2 separate regions of the Capra hircus genome follow, and region 2 is linked to region 1. The links are chromatin contacts, called in public Hi-C maps. All regions are on one chromosome and are shown on one strand. The core of a region is the stretch at or near the end of the contact, and the rest is flanking DNA. Distances in the headings are between cores, read along the strand shown.

Region 1 (6,089 bases), core at 1,680-4,179:
AAGAAAAATGAAACCATGTACTTAATCTGAATCTGCCTTTAGAAGATATAAAAGTAAATCATTTATTTTTATATTTATAAATATTTATAATACATAATTTTATGTTTATAAATATATATTTTATATTTACAAATGAATCATAACTAAGAAAAATGAAACCACGTACTTAATCTGAATCTGCCTTTCCTTGTAGCAATGTCGTTCAAGTCAGCTCTGTCTGCCTTATGCAGACATTTCCACCAAGACTCTGAAATGCCCTTCTCTTGAGTGTTTGCTTTAATGACCAAACCGGATTGGCTCTGGGCCTTAACTGGATTAACTAGTGCTCTGGACCAGGGGTCCCCAGCCCCGGGGCCACAGGCTGGGACCTGTGGGTGGTCTGTTAGGAGCCCGGCCGCACAGCGGGAGGTGAGCCAGGGAACCTTGCTGGTGTTTGCGGCCACCCCCACCTGTGTTTATGCATCACCTCCTGAGCGCCACCTGCTGTCAGAGCGCGGCAGCTTTGGATTCTCATAGCAGCTCAGACCCTCCTGTAAACCGGGCATGTGAGGGGGCTAGGTTGAGTGCTCCTTGTGAGAACCATCATGAAATCATTTCCCTACCCCCGTCTGTGGGAAAATTGCCTTCCTCAGAACTAGTCACTGGTGCCAGAAAGGTTGGGGACTGGTGCTCTCGTCAGGGGCTTTAAGACTTCCAGAAAGAGGGTGGGTGGGAGAGAGGTTCAACAGGGAGAGAATATGTATATATATTATACATATAATATATATATGGGACTGATTTGCATTGTTGTACAGCAGAAACTAACACACTGTAAAGCAATTATCCTCCAGCTAAAAAATAAATTAAAAAAAAAATTACGGTGATGGTGACACATTCTCAAATGTCTTTCTCGATCCTGACCTTTCATCTGCTCCTACTAACTCTTGACTGCCCTTTCAAATACAGTCTTCACATTTATAATTGCCGCTGGCGAAGGCCACGGACTGCGTGCATTAGAATTCAAGGTTCCGATCCCTTCCAGATACCTGTCCCTGGGCGGTGGGCTTTCCGGCTCTCTCTCTCAGTTCACTCATTGATAAAATGAGGCTGCTCACGTTGCCTCCTCCACGGGGCTGTCTCAAGGAGTCAATGAATGTTTGCGAGGAACCGATAATAGTGCCTGCCCTGTGCTGTCGTCATCAGCGTCATCACGGTGATTAGCCTTTTTTCACATCCTACACAGCACCTTCTCCTCTCTAGGTTCTGCCTGTTTAAGCCTGGGGCTGGAGTGCCTCCGGACTTGATTTCACGCGGCGCAGCAGTGACTGCCAGGCCCCGCCCTCAGCATCCTTTCTCACCCCCTCCCAGCCCATCCACATCCCCATCTCACTTGCCCTGGGCCCCAGACATGAAGTGCGGCATACAGAATCTGACTCGATTTTCACTCAAGTCGAAGGCTGCGACCTGTCTCTTCACTGTCCTTTGTTCCTCTCCAGAAACAGTGGGACTAAGCATGTGACACAGCAGACTGGCTTCTCAGGCTTTAGAGAAAGCCTTGCATTTTGGGGTGTGTTAGGGCTGGAGTTCTTAAGTGCAGCAACTGCGTTCAAACCCTGCGGTAGCCGCTCACCCTGGTGGGCAAGTGTCTTTCTCTCTCTAAGCCTCATCAGCATAGTGGGCATGCCTACCCTCCTGAACAGGGTTGCTGTAAGGACCATACTGGATGAAATAAATTGCACTCATGGGCGGTTGGTGCATCCTCAGTAAACGGAAGGTCTTGATGGTAGTCAGTTTGATTCCTGAAGACTCAACACGGGTAACATGACCTATTGGATTTGAAAGGCATCTCTGGTGGAAAAGTGAGCGGCAGGAGAATATTTGGGCAAGGCTCCTCTGTGATGTGTGAGAAGAATAGGCATGTTATAAAAATCTGGCATTCGTGTGCTAGGAAATAATGTTGATTTTCCCCCAGCTTTTATATGTTATATTATTTTTGTGGGTATAGAAATATGATAGCAGCGATGACGAGGAAACGAGCACGTTAGTATGAGGAATCTCCTTCAGTTGGTATAGCCAGGGGTCAGAACATCTGCTGTTAGCAGTGCTTCCACAAGAGTTAGTGTCCGGCTCTGTGCATCAGGCTCTTTGTACGAGCCCATGGTGGCGGTTCCTTTTCCCTGGTATACAAGGTGAGAACTCCTACAGCAGAAACATGCTGTCTCTTCTTAGATGCCCAGAAGCCCTCCTGGCACCCAGTGCAGGTGAAGGACCTGGTCCGCTGACTGCGGGGGGTAGGGATGAAGGTTGCAGGGTGAGAAAGAAGGAGAGAAGGGGGCCGTCTGTAAGCAGCTGACACCCAGAGTCTGGTCCTTCACCAGCATCTCTCAGGACGGTTAGAGACGCCCTGGAGTTTAGAGGCTGTCTGCTAGCTTGCGCTCTGTCTGGCACGGTTCTCCCCGGAGAAGCAGTCACAAAGCAGTGTCTGCACAGTGAATACAATTAAACGGAAGCCTCTGGAAATGTCCAAGGGGAAATTAGATAACCTGTGCCTTGATGCAGGGATCTGGAGTTTGAAGGTGAAAGAGACAGGCCAGACGCCCAAAGTCCGTGTCCGCTAGGCTCCCGTTCGGCACATTAGCATTCTGCCCAGGTGTCTTTGCAAGGTCTCCACTGAAGTCAGTGTGCTCAGTTTTTCTCAAGTATCACCAGATATTGCAAACATCCTTTAGATTAAAACAAATCCTGGAGTTAAACTCCAGTTGTGAGTGGAGGTTAGAATTGATTTTTCCTTAGATTTTTATTAGTGAAGTATCGAAAGGGAAAAGCGCTTGCTGGTCCGCTTGCAGGCTGAAATGCTTGGTTCTCCACGTGCTGCCCTGGCAGCCGCCAGCTGTGTGCCCAGAGGAGCAGAGCCTGCTTCGCCTGGGCCCCAGCCTTCCAGTGAGGGGCTGCACACTTGGCTGTGCCCGGTGGCGGGAGAGTCCCTGCGAGATGTGTCCGTGGTCACTCTGGACTCAGGTCCCCCTCTCATTTCCCTCAGATGCCCCCGCAATGTCACCGTGTGTCTGTCTGGGTTGGAGTACACTGTCCGTGGTGCCAGGCTCACCCCAGTGAGTCAAGTTGGCCCCGCTCCCCTCAGCTACTGACCAGGACTCCACTGGGATCTGGAGTACCATGGACAGGACATAACCTTGGGAGAGGCTGAGATGGAAGGGTAGCACAGTGGGCCTGGTGGATACTCGGAGGAGCAAAGTCAGAGCTCAGTAGGGCTTGATTTCCTTTTATTTCCTCTGAGACCACAGCAACAATTTACCGAGTTTCTGCTAGGGATGATGAGAAACCTGGGGATTGAATAACTCGACCTAGGGATGAATAAGAAAATGGTCTTGTCTCGGTGATCTCTAGTTGTGTGCGTGTGTGTGTGTGTGTGTGTGTCTCATACTGAACCAGAATAAAACCTTGGAGAATGTCATGGAGGGAACCACACAGGAGTTCTGTGTAAAGATGAAAACCTCCTCTCGTCTGGTTGAATCCGGGTATCTTTTTTGGGGTGTTTGTGCCCCCGATCTTACAGAAGCTGTGTGTTTTCTCTTGCTTCTATAATGAATGACCACAAACTTAATGACGTACATTTATTATCTTACAGTTCTATAGATCAGGAGTCCAAAATGGCTTCCATTAAGCTAAAATCATGAGGACCTCATTCCTCCTGAGGATGATCCTTGCCTTTCCAGCTTCTGGAGGCTGCCTTGCCCTCTAGGCCCTTCCTCCATCCTCTAAGTCAGCATCTTCGGCTCTCTCTGACTCTGATATCCCTGCCTTCCTCTTGTAAGCCTGTGTACTCAGTCATGCCCGACCCTTCACAGCCCTGTGGACTGTAGCCCGCCAGGCTCCTCTGACCATGGGATTCTCCAGGCAAGAGTACTGGAGTGGGTTGCCATGCCCTCCTCCAGGGGATCTTCCTGACCCAGGGATCGAACCAGCATCTCTTGTGCCTCCTGCGTTGGTAGGCAGGTGCTTTACCACCAGTTCCAATAAGGACCCTTGTGATTGCACTGGGCCCACTTGGATGATCCAAGATAATCTCGTCTCAAGATCCTGAACATAGCCACATCCTCAAAGTCCGTTTGCCATGGGAGACAGCATACTGACAGGTTCCAGGGAACGGGGCGTTACCATGTTTGGGAATCATCATTCTGCCCGCCACAGCGGGCATCCACGCTGATACTGTAGCACTCCGTGTCTCCCTTGTTCTGCCTGTACCATCTGAGCCTGAAGAAAGTGTCTTTGCTTGTCGGCTTTCACTCCTGTTGCTCTGGCAGTGTTACGTGGTGACTACACCCTGGGATTCTGGCCAGTGTGTGCCCCGAGGTCTGTTCACACTCCCGCTAGCTAACCACAGCCCCCAGCTGGCACTGAGGCACTCGCGTATCTAGACCTGCGTGCAGAGGAGCGGCTCCTGATGCTGGACACTGGCACTGGGGGGCACGTGGGGAGGCCCCACCGTCAGAAGCGGGCAGACGGAGGAGGAGCACGTTAGGGTCGTTTCTGAGACTGCTGTGGCCTTCACCACGTATGTGGAGAGCAGAGCGTATGCTGAAGACTCCAGCCAACAGCCAGCCTCTTAGAGTTTCATGAGTCCACAGAGCAAAAGTCCTAACCGGGGGCAGACGGGAAAGGGGGGCAGTTACCCACTTGATATATCCTCTTCAGGACTTACCAGTGATGCTGTTGTAGAAAAAACATGGTCTTTAGATTCAGAGGACCCTGGGTTTGAATACCATCCATTTCCCTCAACGGCTATGCTGTCTTGGACAAAACAACCTCTTTGCCTTTGAGTTCGCTCACTTTTAAAACATGGAATAATAATATAATACTATCTACTTCATGTGGTCGCTGTGAGCTTAGCACATGGAAGTTGGTGGTTCTCAGAGCATGAGGCCTGGGTCGGCAGCATGTTAATTGATATCGACCACTATTATCTCTCAACAGTGGTTGAGACTTGCTTAACAGACGTCTTGCTTAACAGACGTGGATCGTACCTTCCCTTATCTTCCGCGGGAGCTTCGTTGGGTTTACCATGCTTTGTTTTCAGTCATTGTCTGTTTTTTGGAAGAGGAAGGTCAGTGCCCCATCTGTTTGTTTCCCAACTCAAGGTCTCTCTTTTTCTCTCCAGTTTAAACAGCCATGTGAATAACAGATCGGAGAAAACAGAGTGATTAGTTTGCATTTTGGGCTCCGCCGTTTTAACTCAGCAGAGCGCTCTCTGGCAGCTCCCACCACCTGGGGTATCTGTTGTGTGCCCCAGAAGCAGCCAGGCGGCTCCCTTGTGCCCATCAGGGAGGTGGCAACTATTTCCTTTCACCACTTTTTCTTTTTTGGTTAAACATAAGTGAACATGTGAGCATGCACTTGCCTCACCAAACAGAGCTTCGTATTATGTTATGTATAAAATTCACCACAGGGATTCATCATCTCGTTTCTATACATTAGGTGAAGTGGAGCTGCGTGTTCTAGGCAAGTTAAAAGTCAGTTTTGTTTTTTTCATGAAGAAGTATAAATGCATTACCAAAACCACAAGGAGAATGACAAAAACGGCTAATTCCTACAAGTCACCTTGAAACTCTGAGGGAGACCTGACTTCTAAAAAAGCAGTTTAATGGAAATTTCTTAATGCACCGCTTCAGAATATGATGGAAGTTTGGGGGGGCAGGAGCCCCCAGGATATAGCAGCGATTGACCAGTAACTCAGGGCAGATTTGGGCCTCCTAGGTGGTGCTGGTGGTGAAGAACCGGCCTGCCAGTGCGGGGGGCCTAAGAGACTTGGGTTCAGTCTGCGGGTTGGGATGATTCCCTGGAGAAGGAAATGGCAACCCACTTCAGTATCTCGCCTGGAGAATTCCATGGATAGAGGAGCCTGGCGGGCTACAGTCCATGGGGTCGCAAAGAGCTGGACACGACTGAAGCGACGGAGCATACACATACAAGCCAGATTTACATGGTCAAGCCTTTCTATTTCAGTAACTTTCCCAAAGCGTGATGTTATGGAGCCTCCTCTATGTGTTCCCAGAGCTGTGTATGGGGTCGACAGGAGCTGAGAGGGCCCCATG
Region 2 (6,142 bases), core at 2,457-4,956, 1.1 Mb before region 1:
GATGTCCTGCCACTTATGTGGCTTTGTGAAGGCCAGAGTCACCTTCAAGCCTTTGCTTACATGTTGCATTCTCCCTGAGGCCTAACCCATCTTAGTATCTCAGACCCCTCTACTAAAAAAAAAAAATCCTTGACATCAGCACCCTTTACCATGCTAAATTATTTACTTATCTATTAAATCTATTGCTTCACTATCTCCTCTGTTAGAGAGTAAGCCCCACAAGGATGGAAATCTTTGTTTTATCCACTGATGTATTTCCAGTACTAAAGAGTTTCTGGAACATAGCAGGCATTTGAGTTACCGGACCTCCTGATGGTAAGAGAAATCAACTGAAAAAACATAGATAATCCTAGTCTCCCAATTTATCCCTCCTCCCGACCTTTCCCCCCTGGTAACCATAAGATTGTTTTCTATATCTGTGACTCTATTTCTGTTTTGTAAATAAGCTCACTTGTACCATTTTTTTAGATGCCACATGTAAGTGATACTGTATGATATTTGTCTCTGAGTTACTTCACTCGGTATGAAGGTCTCTAGGTCCATCCATCTTGTTGCAAATGGCATTATTTCATTCTTTATAAGGGCTGAGTAATATTCCATTGTTTCTGTGTACCACATCTTCTATCCATTCAAAAAAATTAAAAATTAAAATAATTTAACAATTAAAAAAAAGAAAAAGCATAGGCAATGTGACCATCTTTTCCCCCCATACTGGTGAAGTAACTCATACCAATTGCAGTTTTCAATTTTCTAGGGGCTATTTTAAGGTATACTGTTACTACTATTATCATAAAGCTTTCACTCAATTAGAGATTTTTTTCAGTATTGTTTTGCATGCTTTTATTGTGATTAAATAATCTTTTTCAATATGACAATCTTTTCTTTTTCTTTATTCAGTAGGAATAAGAATAGTGGGAAGTTAGAACTGTCAAAAGTAAGAAATTACATTTCCCCATGAGCACCAGACTAAGGTAAAACTTTACGTAGAGTTTGTTTTTTTAGAGTCATTTATCCTGGACGATGGCGCAAGCCCAGGTGGGCCCAGAACCTTCCGTGCTGGGCTTCTCTACTCGCCTGACTGCCTTTTGGCTGAGAAGCTGTGTGTGGGTCCCACAGCCTGGCGGAACCAGTGCCGCTCACGGGCACATGTGAGAGTCGGGTTCTCCAGAAGCCAGAGCCTCCTGCCTTCACACCACCACTGAAGCCCACGGTTTCTATTTTCATCATCCCCAAAGAGGAAGGGTAACCACACCCCCCATTTTTCGGCCTGTAATGCTACCGGAGATCTCCCTCTTTATTTTTCCTTTCCGTCTTTTTCTAGCTTTTTGACATCTGTCTCTAACCGGTGACCAAGCTGGGGGGGCCTGAAACCTCTTCTAATCAAGTTTCAAGCAGGTTGACTGCCGTGGGAAAGTGGCTGGATGTGGTGACAGGCCACATGGTGCCCACCATCTACAGCCGCCTCCTGGGAGAAAGTAGATTTCCCCGAGGGGCCTTGTGACCTTCCTGCAGATGCTGGTGGCCCTGCTCTTGCTGACTGCGTGACTTGAGCCCAGTAGAGAGCCCACAAGGAGTTTTGAGGATTTAAGGTAACTGGAGGAAGTACTGGGAACAAGGCTTCTTTCTCACAAAACACTCTGTGTTAGCAATTGTTATTTTCCGTAGGATGGTTCAGCAAGCCTTTAATGAAAATCTGTGTATGGAGATTTGTATTTGGCAATCAACATTCAATACAATTTTAACCTCTAATGGCAGGAGAATTTTCTAGCAAACCTAGGCTGCCTTTTCATGGGATTGGAAAGGTGGGCCATCGTAATGTAATATATTGTGGGTGCGTGCTCAGTCATGTCCCACTCTTTGTGACCCTGTGGACTGTAGCCCGCCAGGCTCCTCTGTCCATGGGATTTCCCAGGCAAGGATGCTGGAGTGGGTTGCCATTTCCTCCTCCAGGGCATCTTCCCGACCCAGGGATCGAACCAGCATCTCTTGCATCTCCTGCATTGGCAGGCGGGTTCTTTACCACCGGGGCCACCTGGGAAGACAGTCTAAGTAATGTAATGTTGATTTTGATCCCAAAGCAGACTCATTTCTTGCCCCTTCCTGCCCCTTCTCCTCTATCGCCAGCCTCTAGGGGCCTTATTCTTCTGCCTGTCACCTAGGCTAAATCTCTTAACATCTCCCTCTTCCTTACCCCCCTGGCCATCTTGTCCTGGAGATTCTAATTCCGCTGCAATACCTTGTGTCTGCCTCCTTCTCCCCATCCTTCCTAACCCTCCCTTCTTGTGCTCCGGAACTTAACCTCCAGGAGGGAAGGGCTTGCTGCATATGAACAGTGCCTGGTACATCTAGGCCGGTCAATGTCTATTTTTTTTTTTTAATGGTAAATTGACTTTTATTAAAATTTAAAACATTTGCTCTTTGAAAAATACCAAGTAAAGATAAGCCATAAGTCAGAAGGAAAATGTTCACAATATCTGACTAATAAATTGTATCCAAAATATATAAGGAACTTTTACAACTTAATAAGACAACTGAATTGAAAAATGGCAAAAGATTACACGGTCACTGCTTTAAAGAGAATATATATCAATGTCCAATAAGGGCCAATCTCCTCAAAACCCTGCGAGGCCGGAATTCAGGAGGGCAGGAAAGAAGTAGGGTGTTGATAACGCGTTGCCATCGTTACAGTTACTGTGGCGATGACCTTGGTGATTCCTGGTTCTTGGCTTCCCTGGTCACTGATGATGCTGGTCAAGGCATATCTGGCCACCAGGTGGCACTCGCGCTCCACGAGTGATGGTCTCCGTGCTTTGCAAGGACTGGGCTCTCCTGCTGTGTCAGTTGCTGAGTGCTCTCCTGCTCTTTGCGACCCCACGAACTGTAGCACGCAAGGCTTCTCTGTCAATCAGTACCTCCCAGAGCTTGCTCAAACTCATGTCCATCGAGTCGGTGATGCCATCCAACCATCTCATCCTCTGTCGTCCCCTTTTTCTCCTGCCTTCAATCTTTCCCAGCATCAGGGTCTGTTCCAATGATCAGCTCTTCACATCAGGTGGCCAAAGAAGTGGAGCTTCAGCATCAATCCTTCCGAAGAATATTCAGGGTTGATTTCCGGCAACTGATGGCCGCGGGAGGGATCCATTGACCACACATCCCGCCCCCGCTCTCGGAGCCATAAATTGACATCCGTCCGGCTTCAGCATGTCTCCGCCCTAGTTGAGCTCCACGCTCCTCCATCCAAAGCCTTCCCTTGAGTTTCCTGTGGGTGAGGCCCCTCTCCTGGCGGCCCATCTGACCTTCAGGAGGGCTGGCAGGAAGCTCCAGGTGAGGTCGCGTCTCAGTCCGGTGGACACGATGAATTGTCTGCTCCCTGTCACGGAGTTGGCACCCTGAGAGGCCCAGACCTGGGGAAATGTGTTGTCTGGCAGCCTCACTGTCCTGCCCACCTGCACCCAGCCCGACAGTCAGAAATGCCACACATCTGCCTGGCCCTGGTGTTTGTAACCAACCAGTGACTGGCTTTCCCCGAGTAACAGATGATTCGCAAGAAACAGGTGTCTCAGCGTGCTGGGGGTGGATCAGGGGGGAGCCTCCTGGACAGGGCACCCCCTGGGGTGCAGGTGACTGGGTGCTTCGGGACAGCAGGCCCACCTGTGCCAGGTTTGTGGTCCAGGGATCCCTCCCGCGGCTGCCAGTCCCCGAGGAGAGCCGAGCCCCGAGTGTCTTAAGTTTATCTCCCCACAGGGGGTCCCTCGTCTCCTGGGCCTGGATTCTGTGCGCACCCAGGTCTTGCTCCTGAGCCATCAGTGGGGCCTCGGCTCTGGGCACATGCTGTCTGGACTGATCACTCCCGTCAGAGGCTGTCGGGCACTGTGAGCACTCATTTGGAAACCAGAGTTCTTACTTTCAGCAAGCACAAGCTCACGCAAATTGTGGAGTTCGTTTGCCCTTTTGATGTTCAAGCACAAAGGGGCAGTGATTATAACCCTCATATCCGTGGATTCATGTGTGGTATCAACCACGTCTATGCAAGGTTCTAGAATTCTTGCCTGGAGAATCCCATGGACGGAGGAGCCTGGTGGGCTGCCGTCTATGGGGTCGCACGGCGTCGGACACGACTGAAGCTACTTAGCAACAGCAGCAGCAGCAGCAGGACATGGGACGCAAAGAACTTAATCCCTGCCTCCCTCCAACACTGTGTGTGTGTTGGGCGGTGTCTCACAGAGGGAGCCCAGCCATCAAGTCCTTGGTTTCAGGGGTAGAGGCAGCAAGGCCCTGGAGGAAACCGGGGTCCATGTAGTCGTTTAGCGCGTGGATCACAGCTAGGAAATTACTCCTCCCCTCAAAGGATAAAATACCTTCTCACCCACTACAGAGAGCTCATGGATAAGAGACGGTGCATCTGAGAGAGGACCCCGAGACTCGCAGCATGAAAGCAAGGAGCTCTGTCGGCTCACACCTTGACCAGTTGGGGCTCCCCTAGGCAGTCAAGATCCTGAATGTTCTGAGAACAAGCAGGGGGCTCTCGGGTGAGCCCTGGGCACAACCGCAACTCAGGCTCACTGGCTCCCACCCAGGCCCTGTGCTGGGGGCTGCAGGCAGCCTGGAGAGAGGAGAGATGGCAGCAGAACCTGGGGCTCCTGAGACACGGGACGAGGCCAAACCACCAGCTCCATGTTGGACCCATGAGTGGGAGCATCAGCACCCACTGTTCACTGGAGGTGTCTGAGCCCGTGAACTGTCCACCAAAATGCATGCTGTGTGTGTGTTAGTCGCTCAGTCGTGTCCAACTCTGTGACCCCATGCATGGTAGCCCGCCAGGCTCCTTTGTCCATGGAATTCTCCAGAATACTGGAGAGGGTTGCAATGCCCTTACCCAGGGGATCTTCCCGACCCAGGGGTTGAAGCCGGGTCTCCTACATCGCAGGCAGGTTCTTTTACTGAGCCATGAGGGAAGCTTTAAAAATGCATGTTGGAAAATCACAAAAGCACTGGACTCATTGTTTCTTTCCAAACTCCAAGCGGAGCAAAACAGCCTTTAGAACTTCTGACAAATGGCCGCCTGCACATACCTGTTCCCCCTCCTGACGCACGTCTCCCAGGTTTAAAAGGTTCCGGGGCCCAGCAAATGCCTGGTGCCTGCTCCTGGTGGCCCCGTAGGATGGTCACTGTCTCCCTGGGAGATTTCCAGACTGAAAGGGCCTGACAAGGGGGGCAGCGCTTTTGCACCCATACAAGAAGCACCAGCCTCTCTGCCTAAACTGCCTTCCAGAGGAGGTGTGAGAGAAGCTTGAGGAAAAAGCACCTTGTGAGGCACAGAGTGTTGATCCAGCTCACGCACAGGCTTATATCGAGTTAGCTTCTTGGTCCTACACCCCAGTCACTTGTTTAATTGATTGCTTAGTGTTTACTTAAATGTCAGCTTGGGTCTCTTCAAACTACAATGCTTCTGCAGAAGTCCAAAGTGGTCTTGAAGAATTTTGCAAGTTCCCAGAGAGTGAGGGGGTTTCCCTGGTAGCGCAGTGGTAAAGAATCTGTCTGTAATGCAAGAGACGCAGGTTCAATCCTTGGGTCAGGAAGATCCCCTGGAGAAGGCAATGGCACCCTGCTCCAGCACGCTTGCCTGGGAAATCCCACGGATAGAGGAGCCTAACTAGCTACAGTCCATGGGGTCACAAAGGGTCAGACACAACTGAGCGACAACAAGAATGAGGGAGTGGGGGCAGTACTTCTTTCCACGCACCCTTCTGTCTCCATGGCCAGAAAGCCGGCCCCCTCTCCAAGCTCTTAAGAAAGCTTCATGTGGCGAAAGGGCAGCCGTGTGCACCGTCAGTGGGATTGTAAATTGGTACTGCCGCTCTGGAAAATGGTATAGCAGTTCCTCAAACAGTTAACGACAGAAAAACCTATGACCCAGCAATTCCACTTCTGAGTTTTTACCTGAAAAAAACAAACACACACATACAAAAACAAAAACCACACATTTAAAAAGACACATGCACCTCTATGTTAATAGCAACATTATTTAAGATAATCTAGATATGGAGATAACCTAAGGGTCCTTCTGTAGAAGCCTGGCCTACTGCAGTCCATGGGGTCACAAAGAGTCAGATGTGACTTAGCAGCCGAACAACAACAATAG

Evidence for each region. Hi-C and Micro-C count contacts between places; a contact is called where the count stands out from the background.
Region 2: a Hi-C map of blood shows a contact between it and region 1, with 15 times the contacts expected there. The contact joins two enhancer-like sites. A contact is called at or near these places in 2 of 5 Hi-C or Micro-C datasets (blood and liver).

The regions. Positions count from the first base shown.
Region 1 is chr29:6,572,706-6,578,794 of ARS1.2, reverse strand. The region is part of intron 8 of GRM5 (metabotropic glutamate receptor 5); the gene reads right to left. Among named protein-coding and RNA genes, the nearest start is that of CTSC, 230 kb to the left of the region's middle. Within about 2 kb of position 2,929, at least 1 of the 5 cell types and tissues checked has an H3K27ac peak or open chromatin away from gene starts, as enhancers often do.
Region 2 is chr29:7,670,830-7,676,971 of ARS1.2, reverse strand. No RefSeq gene overlaps it. Among named protein-coding and RNA genes, the nearest start is that of TMEM135, 290 kb to the left of the region's middle. Within about 2 kb of position 3,706, at least 1 of the 5 cell types and tissues checked has an H3K27ac peak or open chromatin away from gene starts, as enhancers often do.